4 separate regions of the Mus musculus genome follow, and regions 1, 3 and 4 are each linked to region 2. The links are chromatin contacts, called in public Hi-C, HiChIP or PLAC-seq and promoter capture Hi-C maps. All regions are on one chromosome and are shown on one strand. Each heading gives the region's core, a stretch centred on a gene start, on an enhancer-like site or on the middle of the called end of the contact. The rest is flanking DNA. Distances are from core to core; before and after follow the strand shown.

Region 1 (2,700 bases), core at 152-2,651, 740 kb after region 2:
CACTCTGTGGCACTGCTAGGCCAGGCTGCTGGTCCTAGGGAGCCTCTACAAGATGGAAGCTCGGAAGGAAGGTCTCAGCAAGTGCAAGGGACACAAGACAAAGTGGCAGAGGCTACAAAGCAAAGGGGTGCTCTGGGGAAATTGCTTGTTGCATAGTTCGGGGTAGGCCTGGGAAAATCCTAGAAGAAGGATCCAGGAAAGGTCCAGTCATGGGTGAAGGACCTCCCAGTGCCCACAGGAGCCTCCCAGACCCACAAGAGTGCTATGTAAACAGGTCACACGCTGCAGGTCAGAGCTCACACAGCACCAGGAGCCAAGTATCAGGAATGTCCCCAGTCAAGATAAAGGACAGAAAGATAGGCAGTGACAGCAGAAAGTCCATTTAAGGGTGTAAGAAAAACATCTGGAGCTTCGGACAGCCTGAGAAGAAGCGGGGCAGTGAAGGCAGAAGGGGCACTGTGTGCTCCGTGAAAGCATCCAGCACTAAGAGTGAGGACAAGACCAGCAGGGCCTAGAGGGAGGAATATGTCCGTTTTAGTTGCTGTAACAATATGCATCCAGACTAGGTGGTCTACAAAAAACAGAGGTACATTATGTACAGAAATCTGGAGGCTAAGAAGTCTAAGAGTGTGGTTCTGACATCTGGTGAAGGCCTACTGCTACATCATAACATGGAAGAGGCTATCCAACTTCATAACTAAGCCAGAGTGTGTATAACGTGGTAGAGGCTACCCCACTGTGTAATTAAGCCAGAGAGTATGTGTAACAAAGCCGTTCCTATAGTGACCCAGGAATCTCCTAATGAAGTGACCCTAACACAAAGGCATCCAGTGATCCAGTAATCCACCAATGGAGTAGCCATTCTCACTTTCTCTGAGCTGAGTGTCTTGCTTTTTCTTCTTCCTTCTCTTTTTATAAATTATGTATAAACACTTCCCTGTGTGCTGGTGAGTGCATGTGCATACATGCATACACGTGTGTGTGTGTGTGCGCGCGCGTGTGTGTGTGTGTGTGTGTGTGTGTGTGTGTGTGTGTGTGTGTACAAGTATCCTCAGAGACTAGAATCATTGGACTCCCTGGAGCTGGAATTACGGATGCTTGTGAGCCACTTAACACAGATGCTAGGAACTTAACCCTGGTCCTCTGCAAGAAGAGCACATGCTCTTTTTTAACCACCCTGCCATCTCGTCAGCCCTCTGCTGTCTCCTTGCTGCTGAAACAATCTTTTTTTGCTCAGCACTGCCACTACAGGACACTGCATGACCTGCGGGTTCTTTCCTCGAAGGTCTAGTTCTGCCTTGTTATCTGTTCCCTTGGCAACAGTCCTGCCCCCAGCTCTTGTGGTTCTATGCTTTAGACATAGAACTCAGATCCACAGTGCTGCTTTTTGGAAGTTTCTTGAGAAGTTTGTCCTCTTCCACCTCTGACTGCAGAACCGCACTGCCTCGTGGGTGGCTCTCCTTGCCTCCTCCAGCTCTGGTGCTCCCAGGGGATTTCTTGGCTTGTGGCAGCCTCATTTCAGCCCACTTCTGTTTTGCCATCTCACTCATTTTCAGTATCCCTGTCTTTCCTGTCTCTAAGGGCAGCACCGTTCTTGGATTCCGGGGGCCTCCCTCCCGCTCTGCTTACACCTCAATCCTTAGTTACGCCTGCTGCAATCCCGTTTCCAAGTGTGGTGCTCAGTCTTGATTGTCAACTCCATGTGATTTAGAATCACTATGGGGACATCCCTGGGCACGTCTGTGAAGAGTCACCTACATTAGGTTCAACTGTGGTGAGAAGAAGAGCCACCCTAAATGTGGACAGAACCCTCCCACAGGCTGCAGGTCCGGACGGAGTGAAAGGAAGCGCTAGCACTTGTCTTCTTGCTTCCTGACGACAAACAGGATGCCCAGCAACAGCACCTCCCACAGCCTCTGGCTTCTCCATCACAGGGGACTGTGTCTTTTAAACTAGGAGCTAAAGTAGACCTCCCCTCCCTTAAGTTGCCTCTTGTTGGGTTATTTTTGTCATGGCATTGAAAGAAGTTTAACTAAATCATTAATGTGATCTCATTCAGAGGACCCTGGGGCAGGGGTGGGGGTGGCACCATGCCACCCGCTACAAGTGGCAAACTGGACAGCAGGACCTGTCCCCAGGAAACTCATGACACCACAATAGAATGCAGAATACAGGTCGATGGATGTCCCATTTACACATCAGGGTGTCTCCCCAGCCAGCTGGTATTGCTGCAGCCACCCAACACTGCAGTCCTAAGGCCTCTGGGCTCCTAGAGGTCAGTGCTCACCGGCAAATCCTAAGACTACCTTACGACAGCCCCTGTCTCCCTGCCATGGTGCTGGCAAGGGCCCTTTGCTGGAAGGTACACTGTAAATAAAGCCATTTCCATCTGAGGGCTGGTGGCAGAAGGGATGAGCAGGAGAAGGATTGAACGAATAAAGGCAAAGATCTTTACCACCCACAGAACAATACGCAAAACCCAGGACATTCATCCGGACCATCCATAAATAACCCAGACCACAAAAATAATGCATGAGACAGCTTGTGTAATGGTAGCGTGTGAAAGACTGGGGAACTTTCTAGAATTAATTTTCTTCATTTTGGTTTATTAAAATTGCGCTCATCTATCTCCCCTGCTAAATATTTTATTTTTTCCGTATTAATGGCTGCAATTTCAGCCTGTGCCTGTTTCTGTCATTA
Region 2 (2,700 bases), core at 7-2,506:
TCTTTCTTAAAAACATTTTTTTTTAAATGTGAGTGGATGAGTGTTGTGCCCTTGAATCACGTGCATGCAGTTGCTTGGTGAGGCCAGAAAAGGATATAGGAACCCCTGGAGCTTAAATTTCGAGTTGCGAGTTGCCCGGTGGATGCTGGGAATCTAATTCAGGTCTTCTGCAAGAGCAGCCAGTTCTCTTAACTACAGAGCCACCTCTCCAGGTCCTGGTTCCCAATTCTTGAAGAAGGTGGGTTTTTTTTTTTTTGTTTGTTTGTTTCATTTGGGTTTGGGGAGATTTTTGTTAGTTTTCTGTCTTTTTGTCTGTTTGTTTGTTTGTTTGTTTGTTGTTTCTCTGTATAGCCCTGGCTGGCCTCAATCTCAGAGATCCACCTGCCTCTGCCTCCAGAGTGTTGGGATTATAGGCATGTGCCACCGTACTTGGCTTTTGTTTGGCTTTAAGTTTCTGTTATTTGAGGTTTTATTTGTGAGTGTGGTTTTTAGATTTTCATTTGTTCCTTTCCTGTTTTGTTATTTGTTTTGCATTTTTTTGTATCGTTTTTGCCAGCTGAAGTGAATGATTGCTTTCTGGTATTACAGATGTTAGTGTTGAAGAATTTGAACCACACACAGAAAATGAAACCTTTCCCCGAAAGGTTAATCCAATTGCCAGAGCTGGCTCTGAAGTCGAGCTCTCTGCTTTAAGTTTTTAAAATGTGTCTGGGGACAGAGGCACTTTCAAGCAAATGCCACCCTCCTCACAAGTAAATAAACTCCCCAGCTGTAGTTCTTTAAGAAAGCACACTTGGTGTGGGGCTGCTTGTCCAGAGGGGTCCCTTTCTCTTGCAGTGGCTGGTTGTTTGTTTTGTTGTCCTCCCCACTCCATAGTAGGAAACCTCCAATCCAGACGGTTCCAGCCCAAGAGCTGGGAGTTGGGCCGCGAAAACCCCAGTTTCAGTTCTGACACACCGTTCAGGCCGGCAAAGGCTAGCATCTTTCCTTCATGTTCCCTGGTCCCCATCTTTCTGCCGGCTGGTCCACTTATACGACGCTAGTGGTTCCGAAGCTCCTGCGCTCCCCCTACCCCCATTTCCCCTTGAATCGGGACCCTTCGAAGTCTGTTCCACCTAGATAGGCGAGGCCAGAGAAGGGGAGTTGTCACGACCGGCGCTAGCAGCAGAGACAGGAGGCTGGCCTCCGAAGGCTGTTCCCACCCACTCATGGGTCTCTGGAGAGCAGGGCTGGCGGTGTGCAGAGCAGCTGGAGGCTCCTGGAAGGCGTCGCACCCAGGGCGAGCTCGCTTGCAGGAGACCAATGCCAGCCACAACAGTGAGTGGCCTCCTGCGCGGAGCTGTCGCCCTCTAGTGGCAGCGTGAGAAAGGTACAGCTGTTCCCTGGGCCCCACCTCCCCTCGTCACTCTCTCAGACCAGAACTGGAACTTGCTAGAAAGGGAAGCCAGACACAAGTAAGTCAGGACTGGAACCTGGGACTCCAGGCAAATTCCCCATTCAACTGACATCTATAAGGACCTCTAGAAACTATAAGGAATAAGCGTCCCAGGCTTGAGATTTGACTCAGGCTATTGCAATAAGAACAGTTGTTAATGAGGAATGTTTAAAACAAAAGGGAAGAGGGCGGGAGTATTAGATAGATAGGCGGGTAAAGAGGTCACCAGAGAGCACCATAGGAAGGAAGGAAGGAAGTGAGGAGATGGCCTTTTCTCGGAACATGCATATCGTGTGGTCGATTCCTAGCTTTCTCCCGGAACCCAAATTTAGCAGTGAGAATGTTGTCAGCTCAGGCTGCATTTGCCAGCACTGTAAACAGCAACACGATATTGTCATTTGTGAGAGGAAGGAGGAGGCGCTGGGAAGATGGCTCAGGGGTTAAGAGCACTTACTGCTCTTCCAGATGAACTGGAGTTCAATTCCCAGAATCCAGCTCACCACTCCAGCCCCAAGAGATGGGTACTATGTGCCCGCCCGTCCGCGGGTGCACACTCACACACACACACACACACACACACACACACACACACACACACACCTACTTTTTAAAAAATGTTAAAGGAGAAGAAGAAAGGGATACTGGGTGGCCCCTACTATTAGGCAGAAGGGGGATTCCTAGGTCCAGACAACGGAAGTCAAGGCAGGAGCCAGACTGACATGCTGAGTCTAGGGCTGGGGCTGCACGAGGCATAGCTAGATTGCTGAAGGTGGAGACATAAAAGATTGTTCAGAGAGGGACGTCCCCTCGGATGCCCTCCCTCAGTCATTCAGCTGTTACATCTTTAATAATCTTCCCTACTGTTTTCCCACAACATGCCTGGTTATGGCACGGCCCTGTGACCAGTGACACAGCTTTCCCCTTCATCTCTGAAGACCCTCTTAAGAGATGTGCTTTCAAGCCCAGGCCACCCTGCTCTACCCAACTTCTGGCCTATGATCCTGCCAGTGAGGAGAGGTGAGCTTTCATGATCTCCTAACAAGGACTCCAAGTAGAACTGTTGTCTCTGGAAGTCCCAGAAGGGAGTTTGGGTGTGTAGCTCTGTCCATTATCAAAGCCCTGGGTTTGATATCTCGCAATGCATAAAACCCCAAGTAGTGCTGCACACCTGGACTCAGAGATGGAAGGAGGATCAGGTCATCTTCAGCTACACAGTGAGGTAGAGGTCAGCCCATGACACATGAAACTGTCACACACACACAAAA
Region 3 (2,700 bases), core at 11-2,510, 920 kb after region 2:
TAACAGCATGGACTAGTGCCAGCCTGGGCTACTTCTTCACCAGGATGCAGCTCTCGGGTCTTCTCCAAAGCTGTAGCCAGCTCCCCACCTGGGCCTTCTGATTGAGCTATCCTCAGCCCTTCCCTGACCCTACTCATCAATGATCCTCCAGGAAAAGCCAGCAAGGGAAGGAGGGGAGAAAGAGAGAGAGAGACAGGAACAGGGACTGGAAGAGAGCTCTGTAGCCCTTTTGGTACCTAAAGTATCAGCCAACAGCAGCCAATGCAGCACACTGTGTGTTAGAAATGTACAGCCCATGCTCAGTGGAAGACAGTAAGTAACTGGGCACAGTATTGCTAGGAGCTGTGGGAAGAAGAGTTATTGAGGCCATGTCGAAAGATGTCTGTCCGTCCAGGCTTGGTCCTGGGCTAGAGCAGGTGGTAAAAAACCAGCTGTGGCAGGAGTGTGCAACCTCTCCCTAGGCCAGGCTCCAAACCTACAAATGTTTGGCCAAAGCAGGTTACACAAAAATCCAATTCTAGACTGAAAAGATGGTGAGGGAGACACCAGCTCTTGCCAGGAAGAGGCTCAGCCATTACCAAGGGCACAGACCCTACTGGAGAAATCTGTCCATTTCTTTATTTCTGCAAAGAGACACACAGTTTTCCCCTGTTCCTGATAACTCTGTCCTGGAGTGTCAGGATATGGAGGCTCCTTTGATCCTTCCCAGCTACCCTGCCTGCCTTGGCCTCTGCCTGTTGCCAGCCTGCTGGTGTTCAAAGCTTAATGCCCCTGCTTCCTTTTCTTTCACTGTGGTGACAAATTAAAAAGACAGTGTCTTTACTGCAATCCCAATCCATTTCCTCCCAGTTCTGAGAGTCTGAAATGCACGGGTATCCTTGGGCTCAAATCTAAGTGTAGCCAGAGCTGCCCACCTATTCTTTAACACTACATTGTATCTACTTATTTGGAGTAAGCCTTCCATGACATAACATGCATGTGTGTGTGTGTGGGGGGGGGGGGGTTGTCAAAGGACAACTTGCCAGAGCCAGTTGTCTCCTTTCCCCTTGTAGGTGTGGGGAACTGAACTGTGTTTGTCAGGCTTGGCTGCAAGTGCCCTCACCTGCCGAACTGTCTCAGCAGCCCAACTCTGGGCTTTTGAGGAAGCTTGAGGGGAGAAAGAATTCACCCACTTGCCCTGTCCAACTTCTAGCGGTGGCCTGCCTTGCCTGGCTCGTGTCTCCTCCACAGTGGCCGGTAGAATATCAGTCACACGCCTTCTGACTGTCCTTCTGACGGGGTTCTGACTGTTGCACCTAGGATGGCTCTTGTGACTTCAAGCCTCCCTATGATCCAGGACAATCTCTCTGTGACAGAGTCAGCTGATTAACAACCCAGATCCACCCTACCTTTATTCTCCCTGACTGTGTTACCTTACATATCCCCAGGTTTCAGGGACTCAGTCTTTGGGCCATCATTCAGCCAAACTCCCATCTCCTCCTCACCCCTAGGTCCTTGTGAATGATGTCCACGGGCACATTTATAGGGCATTTACTGTATGCCTTGCCAGAACCCCTCACCCAACTTCTCTCTAAAGTTCTCTAAACAACCATCCTGTCTGTGCATGCCTTGGGGGGAGCTTCCCATATTGAGATCTCATTTTATAAACTCAGAGGCTAAGTCGCTCCCCAAGGCTTCACAGAGAGCACGTGCTGGATATTGAGCTGGTCCTGGCAGTGTATGCCTGTCATCCCAGTTACTCAAGAGTCTGAGGCAAGAGGATAGCAAGTTCAAAGTCAGCCTGCCTAGAAAGTTTGGTGAGACTAGTTAATATTGATTATCAGCGTGACAGAATCTAGAGCAGCGGTCCTCAGCCTTCCTAATGCTGTATGACCCTTTCATACAGTTGCTCACGCTGTGGTGACCCCGAAGCATAAAGTTATTTTCACTGCTACTTCATAACTGTCATTTTGCGACTGCTATGAATTGTAATGTAATAATCTAATATGTGAACCCCACAGGTTGAGAACCCCTGCTCTAGAATCCTGTAGGAGTCAAACCTCTGGTTACACCTGGGAGGGAGTTTCTCGAGTGGGTTCACTGAGGTGGGAAGCCTCATACTAACCGTGAGCTGAACCATTCCATGTGCAGGAGTCCCTGAACTCAGTAGAAGGAAGTGTAGCTGAGCACATTCCACCTCTCTCTGCTTCCAGACTGTGGGTACCACGTGACCACCTGCCTCAGCGGCCAGGTCTTCTCTGCCATGATGGAGTGCACCCTCAGCACCTCCAGACCGAGCCGAAGCGAACCCTTCCCAAAGTAGCTCTTGTCAGACATTTGGTCTCAGCAACAAGAAAAGCAGCTAATACATGAGATTCAGTCCCCAAATAAGCACAAAGAAAGCTGGATGTAGTTCAGTGGCAGTCGGTCCACGGACGACCCTGGGGTCTTCAGCCAGCAGCGTTCAAAAGGGGGTGGGGGAGGGGCTGGATAGTAAATCTAAATTCAAATCCACCCAACTCAAAAGCCAGGGTCTCAACCGCTCACTCCACCTCCCTTGAAGCCACCACTCCTCTGTTTTCCATCGCTGAGTGATGGGTCTCTCTTAACAGGTGCCTTCCTGAAGTTTCCACTTAGAGCCACCTCTCCACTGGCTCTGCAAAGACAACCCGCCTGCTCCTTACCAGATAGATCCTCACCCAGAGCACACACACCCCCCCC
Region 4 (2,700 bases), core at 190-2,689, 760 kb before region 2:
TTGGGGAGGAATAATGCTCCACAATGTAACATCACTGGATCTGTGGCCCAACCCTTCTGAATCCAGCTTTTCTATTGCACAGGGACAGTGCTGCAGCTCTTTAGTGCGAACATATCAACCACCGTAGGTTTTTATCAGGAATTACACTGTGGGTGAGTGAGGTGAGGTGTGGGGTCTTGTTAGTGGAGGTGGTTTCTGCCCGTTCCCCCTACCACAGTCGGGGCTTGGGTGCCATTGGGTGCTTGCTCTCTGAGATGACTGATGACACTCCCACATTTGGAACCTCACAACCTGGGCCGCTGGGGACTACTTTTATAATCGTGGTGTGCAGAAAGAGCCTAGCTGATCCGTTTCTCCGTTTTAGTTATTACCTAGAAAAATGAACAGTTTTGTAGTTTTGCACGCTGAAACCTGAGCTCTTCCACGTCTAAGGTCCCTGTGCCTCCTTTAGGGAGTCCTGGCTGAGGGGATGTTCATAGACATGGAATTTTAGGACCTCATCTCTTTATTCCAGCCCCACTGCCCAGTGTGTAGGCTGGAGGGAGGATGGGGCAGAAGCCCAGAGTGGGGAAGCAACTTCTACCAGGGCACACAGCAAATTCAGAGATACAGCAGGGACAGAAGCCAAGCATCTTGCAGTGTGTGGGTGCCTTTTGACTAACCGGCCCTTTTCGGCTATCTGGACTAGTGCTCTGCGGCTGACTATATGCCAGCCCCTACCGGAAGACAGGAAGGGAACTGTTAAGTGAATGGAGCCTGCTACGTTTGACCATCACCTCCGGCCTCCCAAGCTCTCTCTCCGCACTCCATCTCTCTTTCATCACCGTACTCTCCTCCTTGGACAGCCAGTCAGACCCCACAGCTGCTCTCTAGGCTGTTTCCAGCTTCTTTGGTAACTTTCTGTTACTTGAAAGTTGAGCGGGACCAGGGCAGGGCCAGGCAACCAGGGAAGGCTTGGTTGAGATGGGAGGCAGGAACGAGGCTTTAAATGGAGGGCTACTTGGGGCAGGAGTTCGCCTCAGCAGTTAACAGCGCTTGCTTGCTGCTCTTGTCGAAGACCCCGGTTTGGTTCCCAGAATCTACTTGTGGCTCACTGGCGTTTGTAACACCAGTTTCAAAATATCTGATAACTGTCCCCTGTGAGCATGCACACAGTACAAGGCATGCAGGCAAAGCACTCATAACACATTTTTTAAATCTTTTTTAAAAATTAAAGATAAGAGGAACGCAAAGGCTGGGGGCAGAAGCTAGGTATCCTTTTGAGCAAGCCTGGCCAGCACCGAGCCTTTCCAGTGAGTGGAAGCGTCCCTAGCACCGAATACTCCTGCAAGGAAAGCACAGGCGAAATCACCCGACCGCGCGGGGAAGAGTGGGGAGGAGCCAGGGACAAGAGCGAGTCGCAGGGCTGGCGGGCTGGTGCAGTCTCAGCCTGCCCTGCCAGCTGGACCTATGAGCCAGCCTGATCTTCCTCGGCCCGCCCTCCTGCCTCTAAGTAATGAGGATGGCATCACCGTTGCCCGCGCCACGTGCTCCCCCGCCGCCTGCCTGCAGAGCTGCTTTGTACGTAGCAGCAAAAATCCGAGGCCCGGAGAGGCTTTCAATTCTCGGGGAGGGTTTTGTTTGTTTTTAAAGCGAAGAAGGCTCTTGCCCCTGGCTAAGACTACGGAAGATCCTGAGAGGCGTTGAAACCCCCAAGCCCTGGCAGCCACAAGGCTGCAGGAACTTGGGAGGATGGTGGATGGGCCGTGGGTTCTCTTACTTTTGGGGATGGCGGTGGGGGGCAGATTCTGACCTAGGACAGGAGGCGTGTTGTGGCAGAAAAGAAAAATTAAAATTAATCACCCGGGCCAGAGTTCTCTGCCCAGCCGCCCATCTTCCGCCCCCCCCCCCCCCCCCCGTCCTCTGCCGAACATCAATCTCTCTGGCCCACTTCACCCCATACTGTGGGCCACATTTTAAAAATTGAAGTAATAAGAGGGCTGGAGAGATGGCTCAGCAGTTAAGAGCACTTGGGGCACGTGCAGAGGACTTGGATTCTGTTCTCTGGACTCAGATCCGGCCCCTCACAGCCCCCTGTAATTCCTCCAAGAGATTGCCCTCTGCAGGCTCCCCTACACAAGTGGCATTCTCTCACAGAGACACATAAATGAAACTTTTAAGTTTTTTTTTTTTAAATCTATAGATGGGATTCTATGTGTAGTGTTTATTTTCACCAAGTGTGCCTACAGGCAAACAGTTTGTGTGTGCTCTGAGTAAAGTAGGTTTTGTTTGTTTGCTTGCTTTTTGTTTTATTTGTATTAATGTGGCTGTGTAATTAATGCGTATGCATGTGCCTGGGGAGACTAGAGAGAGTGCAGAATCAATCCACTCCCCTCCCCAGCTGGAGCTACAGGCAATTGTGAGCCTCTGACCCTGGTGCTGGGTACCAAACTCAGTCAAGAGCTGCAAGTGGCTTGCCTGCTGAGCCATCTCTCCAGCTCCTAAAATGTATCCCTTTCAGTGGGTTATGATCAGAAAACACTGACCTCTGTTCAGTAAGATCTCGGTAACTTTCAAAACATCCAGCCTTTCCCCCCAGAGCTGTGTCCCTTCCCACACAGGTCGGTAAGTAGATTTTACCGTTAAAACAAACGCAAGTGTCCGTTTATTAGCTCTGCCTCAAACCTCAGTGACTCACACAGCGTGGCCTTCTAGCTAGGA

The links. Promoter capture Hi-C pulls out the DNA fragments that hold promoters and counts their contacts. A called contact is a pair of places that touch in the nucleus more often than the background predicts. HiChIP or PLAC-seq counts read pairs in DNA pulled down with a chosen protein or histone mark.
Region 1: an H3K4me3 HiChIP or PLAC-seq map of forebrain shows a contact between it and region 2, with 5 times the contacts expected there. The contact joins two enhancer-like sites. A contact is called at or near these places in 1 of 15 datasets of contacts at CTCF or cohesin (pro-B cells), 4 of 484 Hi-C or Micro-C datasets (cerebral cortex, embryonic retina and embryonic stem cells) and 16 of 115 datasets of contacts at active chromatin or transcription factors (the HPC-7 cell line, the NIH/3T3 cell line, T-cell acute lymphoblastic leukemia and 11 more).
Region 3: a promoter capture Hi-C map of pre-B cells shows a contact between it and region 2, with 2.6 times the contacts expected there. The contact joins the promoter of 1700055C04Rik here to the enhancer-like site in region 2. A contact is called at or near these places in 1 of 39 promoter capture datasets (pre-B cells) and 4 of 115 datasets of contacts at active chromatin or transcription factors (bone marrow-derived macrophages, embryonic forebrain, embryonic stem cells and 1 more).
Region 4: a contact with region 2 is called in a Hi-C map of rod photoreceptor, with 4 times the contacts expected there. The contact joins two enhancer-like sites. A contact is called at or near these places in 1 of 484 Hi-C or Micro-C datasets (rod photoreceptor) and 3 of 115 datasets of contacts at active chromatin or transcription factors (embryonic stem cells, pancreatic cancer cells and stem cell-derived neural progenitor cells).

The regions. Positions count from the first base shown.
Region 1 is chr9:63,861,355-63,864,054 of GRCm38.p6, forward strand. No RefSeq gene overlaps it. Among named protein-coding and RNA genes, the nearest start is that of Gm39359, 67 kb to the left of the region's middle. Within about 2 kb of position 1,402, at least 14 of the 459 cell types and tissues checked have an H3K27ac peak or open chromatin away from gene starts, as enhancers often do.
Region 2 is chr9:63,122,980-63,125,679 of GRCm38.p6, forward strand. No RefSeq gene overlaps it. Among named protein-coding and RNA genes, the nearest start is that of Gm25064, 9.0 kb to the right of the region's middle. Within about 2 kb of position 1,257, at least 216 of the 459 cell types and tissues checked have an H3K27ac peak or open chromatin away from gene starts, as enhancers often do. A contact at or near this core is called in bone marrow-derived macrophages, extraembryonic endoderm stem cells, pancreatic cancer cells and 2 more, where this site is marked.
Region 3 is chr9:64,040,205-64,042,904 of GRCm38.p6, forward strand. It overlaps 1700055C04Rik (RIKEN cDNA 1700055C04 gene), which reads right to left and starts at 1,261. Exons shown (of 3, transcript NR_040726.1): 1 at 1,103-1,261.
Region 4 is chr9:62,362,367-62,365,066 of GRCm38.p6, forward strand. The region is part of intron 1 of Anp32a (acidic (leucine-rich) nuclear phosphoprotein 32 family, member A); the gene reads left to right. Among named protein-coding and RNA genes, the nearest start is that of Gm40522, 17 kb to the right of the region's middle. Within about 2 kb of position 1,440, at least 328 of the 459 cell types and tissues checked have an H3K27ac peak or open chromatin away from gene starts, as enhancers often do. A contact at or near this core is called in pancreatic cancer cells and rod photoreceptor, where this site is marked.